Regions from separate parts of the Mus musculus genome. Here region 1 is linked to region 2. A link is a contact called in public Hi-C data. All regions are on one chromosome and are shown on one strand. The core of a region is the stretch at or near the end of the contact, and the rest is flanking DNA. Distances in the headings are between cores, read along the strand shown. Region 1 holds the start of Polr3a (polymerase (RNA) III (DNA directed) polypeptide A). Region 2 holds the start of Rtraf (RNA transcription, translation and transport factor).

The links. Hi-C and Micro-C count contacts between places; a contact is called where the count stands out from the background.
Region 1: a Hi-C map of CD4 T cells shows a contact between it and region 2, with 5 times the contacts expected there. The contact joins the promoter of Polr3a here to the promoter of Rtraf in region 2.

What each region holds. Positions count from the first base shown.
Region 1 is chr14:24,484,253-24,490,771 of GRCm38.p6, forward strand. It overlaps Polr3a (polymerase (RNA) III (DNA directed) polypeptide A), which reads right to left and starts at 2,806. Exons shown (of 31, transcript NM_001081247.2): 1 at 2,621-2,806; 2 at 135-270; 3 at 1-3. The coding sequence starts at 2,664. It overlaps Rps24 (ribosomal protein S24), which reads left to right and starts at 6,426. Exons shown (of 6, transcript NM_011297.3): 1 at 6,426-6,506. The coding sequence starts at 6,504.
Region 2 is chr14:19,818,946-19,825,091 of GRCm38.p6, forward strand. It overlaps Rtraf (RNA transcription, translation and transport factor), which reads right to left and starts at 4,878. Exons shown (of 8, transcript NM_026528.3): 1 at 4,724-4,878; 2 at 3,621-3,745; 3 at 962-1,061. The coding sequence starts at 4,784.

The sequences.
Region 1 (6,519 bases), core at 1,556-4,055, 4.7 Mb after region 2:
ACCCTTTGGAGGAAAGAACACCCAGCCATTGGTGGAGAGCACAAGAAAGGGGCCCAATCTTCCTAACTCACAGCCAGCTGGGACCAACGATTTCACGTGTCAACTGTGGAACACTGGGAGGGACAGGGCCTTACCATTCTATGGTCAAGCACTCCATACAACAAGGGGGCGTGGTTGTTGTCTTGGCTGTACAGGTTCTTACTGACAACCTGGATATGTGCCTGCTGGCGCATCTCCTCAGGGGACTTCATTCCAAAACAGATATGGCTTCTGCAGTGGGAACAAACCAGAGAAAGGTATCAAAGCCCATGGATCTAGGCACACATGGACACAACCAAAACCACCCTGCCCTCTGACTCCTGGACAGGCTCGTTCCACCAGACCCAGACAGAGTTTAGTAACTGGGTCTTCAACCCTTTATCCTACGGGAAAGAGTTTCAATTTTCCCTCATGAGACGTTATTGCTCTCAAGGTCACTCCCTTGGTGGGCAAGCTAGTGATGAACCTATCTTTCTCAGTCTGGACTTGCTTCCTTATCTCTGCTTTCAGGTTCCCTACACCTTCAGTGCCCCTCTCCTCTCAGTATATTCTCCTTTTTGGGGGGAGGAGGAGGGTTGAGGCAGGGTTTCTCTGTGTAGCCTATAGTCTAGGCTGGCCTCGAACTCAGAAATCCGCCTGCCTCTGCCTCCCAAGTGCTGGAATTAAAGGCGTGCTCCACCACCACCCGGCCTATACTCTCCTTTACTGTCTTCATTTAGTCCTTTTGGGTCTTTTGAGGTATCTTCTTCCACTGCTATCATTTGCATATTGGACACCCCCCCCCCCCACCATTCTGGGTGCCACCCTTCCTCCTCTTCATTGCACAATCCTCCCAGGGATGCCCTTTGTTTGTATATATAGACGTCTTCGAAATCTCTTTACGTCAGCCACCTCTAGTTGACTGGGCATGGGCATCTCCAACTCAGAATATCTGAAAAGTTACATCTAGATCAAACGTGTGCAGGCTTCCTCCCCTTTGCCATTTTCTAAGAAACACAAGCAAGTAACAACTTACATGGACAAAGAGTTCATCTAGAGATACTGTGCTGCTTTGAATAAAAGACTTTATCTGTTTGGAGTTGGGGTAGGAGCACTAACTGTTCATAAAAGATAGAGAGAATTAAAATAACATGGGATGATGGTACAGTCTGATGGGACACCAGGGTCTGGTCAGAACACCTCTCTGCAAAGGTGATCTTCCAGCTGAATTCTAAGTCAGACAGAGCAAATAGGAGAATGAAGATAGGAAGCAGAAGGTAAAGATTCCTTGGCCCACAGGCACTGGGCATCACCAGAGAATCACAGGCAAGCGGCACAGACAGCTAAGGGTACAAGATGAGCCCAGTAAGGCCTGCAGGGGCCAGGGCTTGGGATTTAGGAGGGAATCAAGTGTCAGCATTACCAAGAGCTGCTGGAAGATCCAGGTGACAGAGATCTAGTTTGCATCTGAAATGAAGGGTCTTGCTCTGTAGCTTGGGCTAGCTTCAAACTCCTGACTGCCTGCCTTGGCCTGAGTGGCATAACTATTGGCTTGTGGCTCTGCATCCCTGGGCTGCTGTGTGAGGATCCTTTCATGTGAATAGGGTGCGTGTGAAGGACTGAGATGGTGGACTGAGAACAGTCGGAGGTCACCCAGGTGACACCTGTCCCAGTGAACAGTAACACAGAGTTCCTCCAGTCTCATTTTTCTTACCTCTGTCTCTGCTTCTCTCTTCCATTTTATGCCCTATGCCCCTTTAAGTTCACTTCTCTCCAAAGTCCCCACATCCACCTCAGAGCCCTGGACCCAGCTCAAGTCACCATCATTGCCAGTCTAGATCCCTGCCATGGCCTCAAACTCTGTCCTGGCCAAACACTCCAAAAGTCTGACACGCCTTGCAAGACTCACATAGTGTAAGTCCCCTGCTTCACGTCTATCAGTCTACCTTGTCCCTCCAGTACGTGTTTTAAAAGGAGCCTGGTCTGCACCGAGCCCAGACTTATTCATTACTTGGTGCTCTCAGTCTCCTCTCTGCTGGTCGTTGCATTTGCCACAATCATGGCTGATTTGTCTACTCTACAACAGACCAAGCAGAAAGACTGCATTCTGCGGGACCTTTAGTGCACAACACTGTCCTCAGTACATTCTCTTATGTAAGTTGAAGAAGCAAAAAGATCCGCCTTAGCCTCCCCCCCCCCCGCCAAAAAAAAAAAAAATCAAACAACCAGGGCTTAATAATTAAGCTTTGAAACAGAGAGCCCAGAAGAGCAGCTTGGTTTCTGAGCCTGCCACTTTCTAGCTGACAACCTTGAGTCAGCACACAACTGTGTCCTCGTGCCAGAGGAAGAGGTCCGCTGAGAGTAATCAGCGCAGGGATTCAGGAGGTGGCATCTTCGCCCAGAATGCCCGTTCTGACACTGTTCCGTCCATTGCACTTTCCCCGCTATACCTCACGGATCCCCCACCCCCCACCCCAGGATCTGAAATCCCATCCTGGAACTTTTTTCTTCGCTCCCTTAACAACTGTCCCTCTCCTGGGACACTCTGGGACCCGGGACCTCAGCCTCCACCTCACCCCCACCCCTTCGGGGGCGTCCTTACATTTTCTTAGCCACATCCGTCTCGCGGAACTGCTCCTTCACCATGGTGCCGGCTGGCCGGACGCCCTTCTCGGAGCTGCGACTACAAAAACCACTGTCGCCGCACCTTCCCGGGGTGCTTAGGTATTTAGGAGTAAGGAAGCTGCAGCAGCCTCCCCGGCCACCGTAGAGCGCCGCACGTGCCGCTTCCTCTTCCGCCGCCGGACTTTATGAAGAGAGGCTTGGCAGACGCTGCTTTGAGCCCTCCTTCTAGATCGCCATCTAGCGGCTCCTTCACGAAAATGCACCTAGGCCGCGCAGATCAGTGGGGGAAAATGGCTTTTTCAGGTGGGTTTCTCAAAACAGCAGAAGAGGCCGGGCGTGGTGGCGCACGCCTTTAATCCCGGCACTTGGGAGGCAGAGGCAGGCGGATTTCTGAGCTCGAGGCCAGCCTGGTCTACAGAGCGAGTTCCAGGACAGCCAGGGCTACACAGAGAAACCCTGTCTCAAAAACAAAAACAAAAACAAAAAAACAGCAGAAGAGACGGATGGACCGCTTTTTTTGTTTGTTTTTTTTTTTTGTTTTTTGTTTTTTGTTTTTTGTTTTTTTGTTTTTTTGTTTTTTTGTTTTTCAAGGCAGGGTTTCTCTGTGCAGCCCTGGCTGTCCTGGAACTCGCTCTGTAGACCAGGCTGGCCTCAAACTCAGAAATCTGCCTGCCTCTGCCTCCCGAGTGCTGGGATTAAAGGCATGCGCCACCACGCCCCGCAGTTTTGTTTTTTTTTTTTTAAATCTCAAGGTCAAAAAGTTACATCAAATAGAAAAAAAAATCAAACAAGGACCGGCGCGCGCGTGTGTGTGTGTGTGTGTGTGTGTGTGTGTGTTGTTGTTGTTGTTGTTGTTTCCTGAGAAAGGCTCTCCATATATAGTCCCGACGGGTACTGAATTTGCCATCCTGTCTCCATACTCTCAGTGCTCAGTTACATCCCACCTGGTATAAATAAGTAAATTTACATATCTATTTACATACTTGTGTACAAACATATATACAAACACATATAAACACGCTTATTCTTACACAGCATATGTAATATATATGTATGGTTCGTTTTGAATTGTGTGTTTTGTAAATAGATGCAACAAAAACCCACCCAACCCTTCAGCTCTCCAAGGAGAGAAAGAACGGTCTATTAAAAACTGCCAGAAGCCGGGCGTGGTGGCGCACGCCTTTAATTCCAGCACTCGGGAGGCAGAGGCAGGTGGATTTCTGAGTTCGAGGCCAGCCTGGTCTACAGAGTGAGTTCCAGGACAGCCAGGGCTACACAGAGAAACCCTGTCTCAAAAACAAAACAAAACAAAACAAAACAAAACCAACTGCCAGGCCACCACTAAGAACAGTAGAAGACAGCTCCCAGCAGCAAAGCCTTGCTAGGTTTTAGGGACTTATATGGCTGGAGTGGGGCCAGCTCAGAAAATCCCGGTGGTTAGCATGAGAACTCTGTTGGGCAGGGAGGAGACTGACAGATACAGCCAGGAGCCTTCAGCCAGCTGTTAAGGGCTTCTGAGAAATGCTTTAAGTCTGTTTCCTAGCAAGGTCTGGTGGGGTCCAGACCATCACTTTAAAATAGTGCCGTCAGCACTGCCGTTTGGGGGCCTGCTTTGGGGACTTAACATACTTGTGTGTGTTTGTGTGTGTGCAGGCAGAAGTGCAGGTTGGTCTCCTCTGCACACTAAGCCCTGTACTCGGGTATTTCCCTTGGAATAATGCTGTTAATTCATGTTTGCTCCACTTTATGCAAAGCATTAACTTCTGGTTCAGGCAATATTAAAAGCTTATTTTGTGTCAGATCAGAGATTCACACACATACAAAAAAAAACCCAAAATATATTTTGAGATAGGTTCTCTCTATGTAACCCTAGTTGGTATGTTGGTGCTTGCTTTGTAGCCCAGGATAGCCTCAAGTTCTTGGCTAATCCTCTTATTTAACTTCACAGATTGGTGTGGTCATTCATAGGTGTATGCCACCACAGCTGGTTCAAATAGATAGTTTCTTTCTTTTTTTTTTTTTTCTCCATCCAGAGCTGGGCATTGAACTCAGAGCCATTGCATACTGAACAATGTAGATTGTACCCAGAGCCTTTGCATATTAGACAGTGTTCCGCCACTGAGTGGACCTACATCCTCAGTTCTTTTAAAATTTTAACTGGAGCCAGGATCCAGCCATGTCATCCAGGCTGGCTGGATAAAAACCAGTCTTTTAAAAACTCACAAGTTTTTAAAAGACTCTCAGAAAGTCTCAAAGCCAAAAGAGCCACAATCCTCCCTTCCAATCCAATAAACTGCTAGGTGTGGTGCCCCACTTGGGAGGTGAAGGCAGAAAGATCAGGAATTCAGGATCATTCTTGGCAATGCAATGGATTTTTCAAGACCTTGCATGGGCTTCGAAGGTCTGGTTTTAAAGAACCTAAAGCCTCACACACGAAAAACCTTATGAAAAAGTCACTAGCAACTCGTGGTGTCACGTCAATGCAATAGGGGTGAGTAGTTAAGGTTTCTGCTATTTCCCTGGTGTAAAGCAGGGATGCTGACTGAAAGGCCTTTTTTTTCTCATTAATTAATTTATTTACTTTACGCCCTGATCAAAGCCCCCACCCCACCCCGACCCCAATGGCTTTCTTAAATGCCTTCAAGATGAACTTTTTTGGAGACAAGTTTTACTTTATTTTATTCTTTTTTTTTTTTTGGTTTCTCGAGACAGGGTTTCTCTGTGTAGTCCTGGCTGTCCTGGAACTCACTTTGTAGGCCAGGCTGGCCTCAAACTCAGAAATCCACCTGCCTCTGCCTCCCGAGTGCTGGGATTAAAGGCATGTGCCACCACGCCCGCCCGGCACTTTATTTTATTCTTGAGTCAGCGTCTCACTGTGCAACCCTGATTGACCCAAAACTCTTTGTAGGCCTCAAACTCAGAGATCTGCCTTCCTCTACCTCTTAGGCCCTGCTTAGTGGAAACAATTTAAACCAACTACCTGCCTCTAAGATTTAAACTAGTGGTTCTTAGCCTTGCTAACGCTGCGGCCTCTTACTACAGTTCCTCATATTGTGTTAACTCTTGACTATAAAATTATTCCTGCCGGGCAGTGGTGGCGCACGCCTTTAATCCCAGCACTTGGGAGGCAAAGGCAGGCGGATTTCTGAGTTCAAGGCCAGCCTGGTCTACAGAGTGAGTTCCAGGACAGCACAGAGAAACCCTGTCTCAAAAAACCCAAAAATAAATAAATAAATACTTAAAAAATAAAATTATTCTCGTTGCTACTTAATTGTAATTACTTAATTGTAATTAATTTGCTGTGATTTTGACTTGTAATGTAAATATCTGTTTCCTGATGGTTTTGGGCAACCCTTGCAAAAGGGTCGTGACCCTTTGGCTGAGAACCGCCGATTTAAACAAATGACATTGAAAGCGAACTTTACTGGGTGAAGTAGCGCACATTTCTCAAATCCAACGTGCCTGGGAGGCAGAAGCAGGCCGTTCTCTTGAATTCGAGGTCAGCGTGATCTACAGCGATAGTTTCAGGGCAGCCAGGGCTATATAGTGAACTCCTGTTTCAGAAAACAACAAAATACAAATGCAGGACGGAAAAGAAGGGAATGGGAAATATACACGCGATTGTGTAACCATACATCAATTTGAGTGGATCCAATTCAGGCCAGCCAGAGCCCAGGTCTGGGGCGTGGCTAAGGGCTAGCGAGGCGTGGCTTCAAGTACTTTCGGTCAGGCATTGCTGTAGTCTACCCCAAGGCCTTAGCCACGCCCCCGCGCTGGGGTCCTTCCTTGCGCGTTGATATGATTGGTCGGCAGTGAGCGGTCCTCTTTTCCTCCTCTCCAGCTCCGGCGCCGTAGCCATCATGGTGAGTCTCCTCG
Region 2 (6,146 bases), core at 3,628-6,127:
GGGGTGGCACCGCCCTATACTAGAAGAAGGTGACAAGAGCTGAAGCCTACAGGGCGGCAGCAGCAGAAACACAGGTGACACAGCAGACTCAGACAAAGACTAATGGTAACGGGATGGGTGGGGCAGAGAAGCTATACATATCAGACAGGTTTCAAGAGCACACATCTAGGACCTGAAAGTGACAGGCACCGTGAAGGAAAGTCACAAACCCAAGGATGGAAGTGAAGCGGGGTGCTCAGCCTGAAGCTGAGGTGTCTGATGAAAGGAAGCAGTGCAATGAGGCACCTCTTCCACTGGCACCAACTTCAAACGCTTCAGATAACAGAAGACTGTCCATAGCTGAGGAAGATTAAACACTACACATACATATTGGCCTACACTGTCTTAATGTGCACTGGCACTAGACACACCAGTATGTTTCTATCTCCTGTGAAATAGCTGCTGCAACCAATACTCCAAACCCCAAGGGCTCTGATGTTGGCAGCAGTGTCAATGGCTTAGTTGCAGTGGAAGCTGGCAAATTAACCAAGTAACGTTCCTTTGTTAAGGAATTCTATTAACCTTTTTCAGAAAACAACTTCCAAATTCTAAAAAATAATGAAAGCATCAGAAACAAAGCAGGTCCACTTTTTGTAATAAAATAAACCAAGAGCAAAATACAAGATAAGAAACCTCTTCCCACCGCCTTCTTTCTCATCTAAAAACTATCCACAACAGTGAACTAAAGATGAGCTGGAGTGAGTGCTGTCTCAGCGGTTAAAGCCCTGGCAAAGGACCTAGATTAGATTCCCAGTACCCACATGGTAGTTCACATTTGTAACTCTAGCTCCCGCAGATCTGATATCCTTTCCTGGCTTCTGAATACAGTAGGAATGCATATAATACATATACAATTAAAAATAAAAATCTTTTAAGAAGCCCCATAAGCCAACACCCACCCTATATCCTGCACAAAACATACCGTTATCTCCATATTCAAGTCTAACAGCTAAACCAAGAAGCCAGTCAATCGCTTCTTGCCGATCCTGAATCTTGAAAGGACAGTTAACATCTTTGAGATACTGTGAAGGGAAAGAGGGGGAAAAAAAATCTATTTCATTATCATAGAGCCACAGAACACAGAACAGCAGACCGACAGAGGCCTCAGTTTGGAGCTTTAAGAATTTCTTCCAGGCCTGCCTTGAATCCCAGATATCCAGGACTGGCCTGGAACTCCTGATTCTCTCCCCTCCACCTTCCTGGTGCCAGGATCTCAGTGTGCGCCACCACATCGATCATTATTAAACCTTTGATGTCATTATACAGGTCAGAAAAAAAAATGCTTAGAAGAAAACAATAAAATAATCCTTTTTAAAATATTTGTAACTGGAGATCCCAGGTAGGACAAGATACAAGAATAATCTCATTTAGACAACGAAACTACAACCTACAAAAATCTGATACTTAACACTGGCCATACCACTTAGATCTGGGACCAGAACCTTAGCTTTGACTCCAGGTCCCAATGCACAGGGCAATTAGATAAAAAGTGCAACTTTTAAAAGAAGGACAATTCAATTAATTACTGGAATTTTATCATTCATATGCAAATGTCATATACAAATGCATAACAGAGCAAGCCATGGAACTTGTGTGTCAGCTACAGCCAAGTCCTTTAGGCAAATAAGCTGATCCTTCAGTCTCTCGGGAGCTGAAAGTTGACCCTAACAAAAAACCTTTCAGTGAAAACTTCAGGGATAATTTATAAATTAATATGTTTTAGTAAAAATTCATTTTCTAACCAAAAATTTTATTCCTTTAATGAAACAAACAAGTCTCATTCATTAGATTTGGCCACGATCAAAAGCCACTTTGTGAGTACTGAATGCAAGTTAATAACTTAAAATCTATATTAATTACCAAATAGATGTTTCCTAAGATACCTTAAACAACATTTCTAATAGTATTTGGGTGACTTATGATTTTTTAAAAATATTTATTTATTTTATGTAAGTACACTGTAGCTGTCTTCAGACACTCCAGAAGAGGGCATCAGATTTCGTTATGGATGGCTGTGAGCCACCATGTGGTTGCTGGGATTTGAACTCAGGACCTTTGGAAGAGCAGTCGGCACTCTTAACCGCTGAGCCAACTCACCAGCCCGATTTATGATTATTTTACTATCTGTCAGGATCTTTTAAACAAGCAAGTGTCTCTAATCTCTGCATACTTTTTCATTTACAAGTGAACCAACAGAAAACACTAGCACTATATTTTAAGATCTTTAAAAGCCCACTGAAAACTGAAAAAAAAGTTTAAGGGTAAATAAAGATAAACCACTACAAGTAGTTGCAGTGGCAAGAAGCATTAGGCCTTGGTATGGGTAAACATTTATGGGAGAGGCCTATCAGGTATGTGGCTTGTGAACAAGAACAGAGACAGCTGCAGTGGTGGTGGCACATGCCTTTAATCCCAGCACTCCGGAGGCAGAGGCAGGCAGATTTCTGAGTTCAAGGCCAGCCTGGTCTACAGAGTGAGCGCCAGGACAGCCAGGACTACACAGAAAAACCCTGTCTCAAAAAACCAAAACACAAACACACACACACATACAAACAGAACAGAGACAGCTGCCACTGTCATTCCCATTTGTTGATGACACTGTAATGACATAATGTGGTTTTTTTTTATAGAGTTTGGAAACAATTACTCCTGAAAGAATATTACTAAAATTAAAATAAATCAATGTGAAACAATTCTAGTCACAAGATCATCCACAGAGCGCTTTTAGGGGGCATCTGTACCTCACCTACAAGAATAAACATGACAGTTTCAAGTTTCAGGCATGGAAATGATGCTCTTAATGAGTATGTGCTAGTTTGAATGAGAATGGCCCCCATGGCTCATAGATTTGAATGTTTGGTTCACAGTGGGTGGAACTGTTTGGGAAGGATTAGGAGGTGTGGCCTTGCTGGTGGAGGTGTGTCACTGACGGTGAGCTTCGAGGTTTCAAAAGCCATGCCCACCCCACATCTTTTCCCTTCCCACAATTCCCAGTGAGCTCTCTGAGTCCTCCTTGAAGATAAGGATGCGAGTTCTCAGCTATGGCTCCGGTGCTCTGCCTGCCTGGTGCCACACTCCACACATGATGGTCATTGATTCACCCTCTGAAACTGTAGGGAAATCTCAGGGTAAATGCTCTCTGTTAGAAGCTGCTTTAGCCATGGTATCTCTTCACAGAATAGAAATGTAACTAAGACAAGGACTCAAAAGTATATTGCTGCATTTTCGTATCTAATGTAACTAAAGCTCCAAGAGACGTGCTGTGCTCTTCTGGCCTCTGCGGATACCCGACATACATATAAACACATACACACACATACATACATACATACAAATTATGTAGACAATCCTATTAAGGAATGCCGTGACATTTAGAAAATGATGTTTAATCCAAATACTGACAGCTCGGTTGGAGATAATATAATTTGCTTTAAAAATCAAAACAACAGAGTTTGAATCCATGGAGTTAGCTTTACTCACACTGATCACTATTATATCTTAAAAGAACATAGGAATTTTCAACTCAACATACAACGTTTACAAAAGTTCTCTGTGCTTCCTTCTACTTCCTGATTCATTACCTTTTCAAAGAACTTGGGCCAGTCACTGCTGTGGATGTTTCTCAAGTTACCTCTGTCTTCAATCTTGTAGTGTCTGATTTTCTGGTCTTCAAGCCAAACGATAAAGTTTCTAAATTCTGTTTCATCTGCAACGAAACATCATATATCAAGTCACTAAAAGCCTTTGTGATCCTTGGTGGCTTTCTAACCTGCAAACACTACATTAACTGACCCCGAGGGAAGTCAGCAAGAGCTCAAAGTTCAGACTGCAGAGCCATAGATACCTGGCTCACTGCAATAGACTCAAATTCTGGATGAGCCTCAGAAAACCGGATACACTTTCTAAGCTTCAGATTCTTCAGATACAAGATGAGGAAAACGGGACTTACTTCGTGGGGATGTTTTGAGTATTGAATGAATTAAACATGCAGGGCACAGTGTTTCCTATGTTTTATTAGAACTCTGGTTCCTTTAGAGTTTAAGGGGCATTGGGCAGGTAAAAACTTTGAAGCAAGCCAATAGAATAAAATAAACTAGAAATAAACGATTAAAGCACCCTGAATACAAATATTAAAAACTGAAAGCTAGGGGACAGTGTACAGTTACCGGGACGCACCTGCTTCCTTAGATCCAACCCCTCCAAACACCAAAACCCAAAACCCTCAGGAAAGATCCTCATTTTACTCGTCAGAAAACTGAGGTCTCAACCCCCAATTTCGGCTCTACCGCCACCCAGCAATCTTGAGCCAAGTAAAAGCCAAGTAAAAACCAGGACTGACCCTGATATGCTTCTGGAGACCAAACGCTGCCACCCCGCTTCTACCGGTGCGTCCTGCACAGCGGAATGAGGCCCTGGTCCCCGCCTCACTCTCAGTTTCCCACTGGCCCGCAGGACTGGAATATCTTTTTTTCTGAACGGTTCCACTTCCCTGGCAGCCGGCCACGAACTTTCTGCGCGCCCCGAAGGGCATCCCCGGTCCCCTCCCCTACCCCGCAGGTGCCCGCCGAGCCGCCCGGGGGCCGGGAAGCCTGCCGAGCGCCTCAGGGCAGCGGCTGCCGGGTCTGGGTCCGGGTCCGGGCGGGCTGGGGAGGCGCCGTCGCCGAACCCCGCGGCCGCCACCCACCTTTGCAGTTGAAGCCTGAGGGGTTGTGGTAATCCAGGGCCGTGAGCTTGCGTCGGAACATGGTCCCCGCTGCTCGCGCTGGCCGCCCGGGCCTCCGCCGGGACAGGAGAAGCGAGGTGAGGCGGGCAGCGCAGGCACCGGCGACGCGGCGAAGGGGCGGGGCGGTGACCGACGCTCCGACGGACGGCGGACGGAGCCAATCGCGGCTTAGGAACGCCCGCAGCCCGCAAGCGCTGGCCAATCATCGCTGCTGCTTAGGAGGCGGGGCCACGTCGGTGCACGTCGACGCTCAAATAAACTTTATTGTCAGCTTCCTAGTTGTACAATGGACCGAAAGCAGGTCTGAAGCTGCGATTCGTGGATCTAACTCCTTTTCTTGCAACAGTAGGCAAAACCAAAACCCAAAACCAAAACCAAAAAAAAAAAAAAAAAAAAAATGTCTGTACGCTTTCTCGAGTCGGCTATAGCTCTTATTGGCTCAGAGTTGCTGTTTAATATCTTGAGCGTATTAATTGCTCGTCTTTGAACGCTGGTAATACAAAGATCGAAAAGAAAGGTCCCTGCAGGATATTCTTTCGGACTAATTGGAGTGATGTGGAGATTAGATACAACCCCCATGCCATATTTCAGTTTGTCCCCAAACAGTGAAGTCAGAAACCGGGAACCTGCGTTTCCTTCTCCTCAAACCTCTCAGTCACTACCTTCAGTGGGCCACTAAGTCCTGCCATCTCTTCTCTCTCATCCTTTCTTGCCTTTCCTGATGTATTTTCCCCACTCTGTAACGCGACTGATAATCTAAAGCGCCCATTTAAAACTTTCTTCTTATCTTTTAGCAAAGCTGTCGGTGCTTATGATCTAAGTTGCATGCTTCCAGGTTTTTGGCCTCTTATCCAAATATGCAAAAGCAAAATAGTTTTATTTGAAGCAATGCTATAGTGCAAAGTTACAGAATGACAGCAGGCAACGCGAGCAAAAGTACCAAGTACCTCAGGCTACAGCCTGGGTCTCTTCACCGGTCAAGAAAAAGGAGGCGCTGGTTACTAATGTGAATGATCCTTTATTTCAATTGATAGATCAGGTTATACGATCATTTCAATACTGCTCACGTCCCTTCCAATAATGCATCTGGCTTTAATCACATGCACAGGCATATGAGAGTAAATAAGAGATTCTTCTTAAAAGCTTATTAGAGGACATAGTTTCCCCTTAATTGTGCCTATACCCCAAGCAAGTTCAGGCCATCTTGACCCTTCTAATCTTTATACCCCATACATTGGGAATATACTTGAATAAAAACTGTGTAGGTGTGATTGGTACTAGGGGTGAAGAAACATTATTATTTAGAGGTAGAAGTATATATAATCTGGGGAGGTTAAGGGAGTTCCGAGGTGCCAGGTAAATTGTTTGGAGAATTTTTGGTTGT